Regions from separate parts of the Sus scrofa genome. Here region 1 is linked to region 2. Evidence: chromatin contacts called from public HiChIP or PLAC-seq data. All regions are on one chromosome and are shown on one strand. The core of a region is the stretch at or near the end of the contact, and the rest is flanking DNA. Distances in the headings are between cores, read along the strand shown.

Evidence for each region. HiChIP or PLAC-seq counts read pairs in DNA pulled down with a chosen protein or histone mark.
Region 1: a contact with region 2 is called in an H3K27ac HiChIP or PLAC-seq map of alveolar macrophages. The contact joins the enhancer-like site here to the promoter of LOC110260125 in region 2. A contact is called at or near these places in 6 of 47 Hi-C or Micro-C datasets (embryonic fibroblasts, fetal skeletal muscle, mesenchymal stem cells and 3 more) and 2 of 2 datasets of contacts at active chromatin or transcription factors (alveolar macrophages and skeletal muscle).

What each region holds. Positions count from the first base shown.
Region 1 is chr3:86,714,778-86,717,792 of Sscrofa11.1, reverse strand. The region is part of intron 2 of SPTBN1 (spectrin beta chain, non-erythrocytic 1); the gene reads left to right. Among named protein-coding and RNA genes, the nearest start is that of SPTBN1, 68 kb to the left of the region's middle. Within about 2 kb of position 1,357, at least 1 of the 83 cell types and tissues checked has an H3K27ac peak or open chromatin away from gene starts, as enhancers often do. A contact at or near this core is called in alveolar macrophages, where this site is marked.
Region 2 is chr3:86,582,137-86,584,868 of Sscrofa11.1, reverse strand. It overlaps LOC110260125, which reads left to right and starts at 1,337. Exons shown (of 5, transcript XM_021088405.1): 1 at 1,337-1,435. The coding sequence starts at 1,337.

The DNA of each region.
Region 1 (3,015 bases), core at 108-2,607, 130 kb before region 2:
ATGACTTAGAGGGGGTTTGGCTGGCACTTGGAGCTATGGTGGACATTTCTGGTGCAGAATTGTGGTGTGGTGGGGAAGGTACTTTATATTAGGACTTTTGGGGTAAGATATTGGAGTGTCTTATGTGATCCAGGGAAGAGCTAAACAGCCAATCTGAGGAAAAGGCCAAGTGTAGACAGGCCCCACGACAACAGAAATGAAGGCTTTCCATCTCTACCTTTTGATTTTAGCTTTTGTCTCTGCCCTGGCAGGTGATCTTCCAGGTAACAGGAAATGTGGTTGCCATCTGCCCCTGGACTTTACTGTCCACTCCTTGACCTATTTTTCTAGTTCCATTTGGAAACATTGGGGCTGTTTGATAAGGAAGCTATAATTTTTACTAGGCTTTGGTCAGGAGGCGACTCCTGATCCAGTGAACTGTGGTGTGGGGTATAGAGGGATGGAAGAACATGACAGCTTTCCTTGGAACCACCTGGAGCTCTTCTCGAAAAAGGGGACAGGCGTTGGGCAGATGGCAGTACATAACAGGAAATGTTCACGGCATGTTTTCAGATAAATTGATGTTCTCTATTCACAGGTAAAACTTTTATAAAATGGCAAGGGGACATTCACCATTGACTAATTGCTTCCTCAAAACAAAGCAACCCATAATGTTACAGCTTCCTTTAAGATCTTTGAAAACGTAAACAAAGAGGAATGAACATTAGCATGGCAGTCTTTAGAATATGCCTTGTTAGGGAGTTCCTGTGATGGCGCAGTGGTAGTAAACCAACTAGTATCCATGAGACTGTGGGTTTGAACCCTGGCCTCATTTCAGTTGGTAAAGGATCCGGTGTTGTCAGGGGTTCTGGTGTAAGTTGCAGATGTAGCTTGGATCCTGCATTGCTGTGGCTGTGGTATAGGCCTGTGGCTACAGCTCCGATTAGACCCCTAGCCTGGGAACCTCCATATGCTGTGGGTGCAGCCCTAAAAAGACAAAAAAAAAAAAGAGAGAGAGAAAAAAGAATAAGCCTTATTAGAATAAGCTCTTCTGGAGTTCCCTGGTGGTTCAGTGGGTTAAGGATCATGCATTGTCACTGCTGGGGTGTGGGTCACTGCTGTGGTGCAAGTTTGATCCTTGACCCAGATGCGACCAAAGGAAAAAAGAAAAAAGAGTAAGTTATTCAGTTTGTACCTAAGTTAACTGGTGAATTTACTTTGTGATTTTGTGACTTGGAAACAGTCTATCCCATTCTTTCTTCTGGAGCCTTAAGGACCAGTGCCGTTCTTAGAGTATGACAGGTGCCCAGTTATGGAGTGTCATTCCAGACGTTTTTAGCCATATAGTGATGTAAATACAATACTAGCATGTTCCTTACCCACATATAACTATTTTTGGGAAATAGACTTTATGTATAAAACAGTCAGTGCATGCAACCATATTACGTGGAAGTGTTGTGACACTTCCCCCAAACCTGAATCTTAGTCACTTCATTTTCTGGTTGGTAATTTTCCACAATTCTTATCTCTTCTGTAGTCTCATTAGGTAATTTTCAAGGAAAACTTTGATTTCTTTCTTGTACGCCTGTGAATTTTCAGAACCCTAAGGTAGTGACATGATCGGGTAATGGGCACATATTACTGGGTGAGGCTGATAAACATTTTGCCATACAGGTTTAAATTTCTACAGATGCCTTCGATTTCTTGAACATGTATGTGAAATTGCTTTATTAGCCACATGATTGTGTCTGTTGCCCTCGTAAGAAACAGATGGACTGAAGTCAGGGAGATGCCAGGCCATTTGCCAGGTCCCGGGCCCTCCCTGCATTGCATGGGACCATTTGGATCACCCTGTAAGTCTTCAGGAAACCCAAGCCCTCTCCACTGGCTCCAGCTTGAGCCTAATTAACTTTGTGTGTGTGCTCAAGGTGGATGTATCCATACTTTCTCTCTCTCTCTGGCTGCCTGCTAAACTCCTTGAAGACAGTGACAAGCTATGTTTCTTTCGGCTTTCCCTAGAGTGCCTCACATAAGGCAGAATGGGATTATGTACTTTTACTTGGCAGACTGAAGCATCCATTCATGGTGAGAACCACTAAGTACCACTTCATTGGGGAAAATTTCTCCCTAATTTCTGCAATACTCATTGGAAAGTTAGTTTTGTGTATTTAAGAATTTTACATTAAGAGGCATCATAAAATAATGCATTTCATTGTATATTGTACTTTACAATGCATAAAAAAGTTTTCAAAATCCAAACATGGCAGAGTGGACAATGAATGTTTCCTCTTCACTAAACCCATCCCCAACCCTAAAGATCATTCAAGATTTTGATGCATATATTTTGAGATATTTTCCATGTAAATTATTGTAAACAGTACAGGACAAATTGATTGTTAGAATCAGGAGCTTAGTCTTTCTCCCACCAGAGAGTATTTGTCTTAGATATTCGTTCTTACAGGATCCAATCTCCTTACTGCATTGTTAACTGACAGAGATGCTTTTGGAAGTTTGGAGCATTGTTTGTTTGGAAGCTGGTACAGACCATTACACCGTGGACCAGACATCCTTCCATGATGCTCTCAGTTTGGCCCCTGGTGCATATGCCTGCTCCTAGGGTTTTAAGCTTTTTGGCCAGAAGAGCTAAAGCTGAAGATTTCTTTGTCTGGTGCTTCTTCATGTCACTGCAGTGTTTCTGGACCACTTCTCTCTTTGTCTCTTTGCTTCCATGTTTCTGGAATAGTGGAGGTGCTTGGGGGGTGGGGGGAGCATCACTAAAGAGGAACTCACTTCCTGGTTGGCCTGCAGTTTGCCTGTGTTCCCTACATGTCATCCTTAGCCTCAAGTGGGTTACCTGCATTTGGAATTTGACAGTTTAATGATTCATTACAAATTTGTAAATGCTAGTCACAGTTTTCCTCCTGGAATATTGCGTTGTGACTTTAAGGACATAGGGAATTTGGTGACTGTGGTAGGGAAGGGAATGCCGTCACTGTAGTATATGGACCCTAGAATACCTCCATTTTGCTACAGCAG
Region 2 (2,732 bases), core at 88-2,587:
TAGCCATTGACGATACATGAGCCATTGGCTATGGTTGTGTTCCAGTAAAACTTCATGCATGGTCACAAATTTGAATTTCCTATCATTTTCACGTGCCACGGTATTTCTTTTGGGGAGTTCCCTTTATGGCTCAGCACAGACTTGACTAGTATCCATGAGGAAGTGGGTTCTATCCCTGGCCTTGCTCATTGGGTTAATAGGGATCTGCCGTTGCTGTGAGCTGTGGTGTAGGTTGCAGATGTGGCTTGGATCTCATGTTGCTGTGGCTTTGGTGCAGGCTGGTGGCTGCGGCTCCAATGCGACTCCTAGCCTGGAAACTTCCATATGCCTCGGGTGTGGCCCTAAAAAAACAAAATTATAACATATATATGAATCTTTTTGACTTTTTTTTAAGAAAACATTTAAGGAGTCCCTTTGTGACACAGCAGAAATGAATCCGACTAGTAACCATGAGGTTGAGGGTTTGATCCCTGGTCTTGCTCGGTGGGTTAAGGATCCAGTGTGGCCATGAGCTATGGTATAGGTTGCAGACACGGCTCGGAATCCATGTTGCTGTGACTGTGGTGCAGGCCAGCAGCTGTAGCTCCTATTTGACCCCTAGCCTGGGAACCTACATAGGCCGAGGGTGCAGCCCTAAAAAGCAAAAAAAATAAATAATAAATAAAAATAAAAAACATTTAAGGTGTAAAATATTTTACAGAGATCATACAAAAACAGATGACAGGCAAGGTGTGGCCTGTGGGTCACTTCGCTGCCAGCAGGGGTCAAGGGTTAGATATCCATGTTATGCTTGTCTATTTTATCTGGTTCTATGGACTCTATACCACTTGCATGTTTTCTTACATAAAGCAGCAATGGGTGCCAGTGTTACAGGTTTTCAGTAATTTCTTCCACAGAGGCCATGCCTCGTGTGACATCAGTCCTGGGCTCCGCCACTTTCTGGCATCAGAGCCTTCTGCTTCCCCAGGGCGAATTGAGACCTCGCCGTCTCCTCCTCTCTTCTCACCTGTACCCAAGACCATTTATCTCACCATGACATGCTCTTGCCCTTGCCTTACTCTGTATTGGAATCAAGTTGTTCAGTTCTCAACAGGTGAACCTCAGACCAAAATGTTTAGTCAGAAAAAGCATCTTGGAAAATAACCATGATTACAGCCTACCTGACAAAGCCCGGCAGATGGCAGGCAGGCTACACTCCAAAGGAAATCAACCAGCAGTCCCAGAATCCCACAAAAAGTAAATATGGATGGAACATTTTGCACATAATTCCAGAGGTTTTGCAGACCCCACCGCCTGGGTGTGGTGGTATGTGCTCCCTTCACTGCCCCTGCGGAGGATGCCTGAGGCCAGAAAGTGGAAGACGATGGGCAGCGAGAGGTGGAACAGCCATAGAAGCCTGGCTTCTGGGGGTTGTCAGATGCCGACATCGGCAGATGTGATTAGTAAATCCCAACAACGTCATGTCCATGGGCTGAAGTTATAGGCTGTGTAGGATCGTGATCTTCAATCTTGTCAGGCTAAATAGTGGCTTTTTAAAAACCATACACTTTTAAATTTTAAGAATTGTGTATGTTTTTGCTTCTATAATGCACTATGTTACTTGAATTTTTGATACAGGAGGGGTGATAAAACTGGTTTGTGGGTATTTCTGAGATGTGAGAAGCAGTAAATTAAGACTAGGAAGTGGACATTCTTGTTTAATTAAAGGCCGCTTTTGTTACATTGGAATACCTCTGAAGTTGGAATGCATCTTCAGTTCACCAGCCTCGGTGTTGTGTTTTCTTGGAGGTACCTAGAATGATGAAGCTTCATATGGCCACAGATCTTCGGTGTCCCAAACTGAGCAGTGTTATCTTCTCACCAAGTTTTTGGCACTTTTAGGGTTGGTTGTGTATAGGATGGGGCTATGATATTTGCTTCAGGTTACATTCGTTTCATTATCCATTGGAATACTTAAATATTTCATCTAGTGGTAGGATTCGTGTAGGAGAACTAGGATAAATACTTGAGTCTCTACCATGATTTGAGCTGGCCTTTCTAACCATGATCCATAACCCAGAAAGCCATCAAAGAAAAAAAGTAAAACTCCTGTCCACCAAATCTCAAGACTTTTCTCACCATTGAAAGTCATGGTGAAATTTTCACTTTCCATTTTTCAACACCAACCCTCAATAAATTACCCTTTTTGAAACCTTAAAATGTCTCATCTTTGGCTGGTGGAAGACCCTTCAAACTGGCTTCTGAGGCCTTTTAATACAACCTAGAAATCTTTGACACCTTCCTCATCTGGCATGACAGTGTCCCAGGCTCATCCAGGACATTTCTTGCAGACCTGCAATCAGAGATTTCTCTAAGAATCCCTGGTTTCTTTGCATGGAAAATATTATTTCACAACTATAATTTGTGTGCTAGCAAAGCCTGTTGCTACTAGTTTGTCCTTGTTTCCTGGGTTTATCGGTGGATTAAGCTAAGAGAAAATAACCTGAATTCAGGACTGTGGGGTTTTTTTCTTAAGATTTCCTATATTGTGTCCTAATCATTTTCGCTCAGAATCAGAATCAGGATCAGGGCTCTCAAGGATACAGGAGGCATAGAATTAGAATATCCTATAAATTACTCATGTGCTTTATCCCAAAATACATGCATAAACGCAGAATAGCAATAATACCACCACCAATCTAATTACTGAGAACAGTTTTTATTTTTAAAACTTTTAAATTTTGTGATCATTG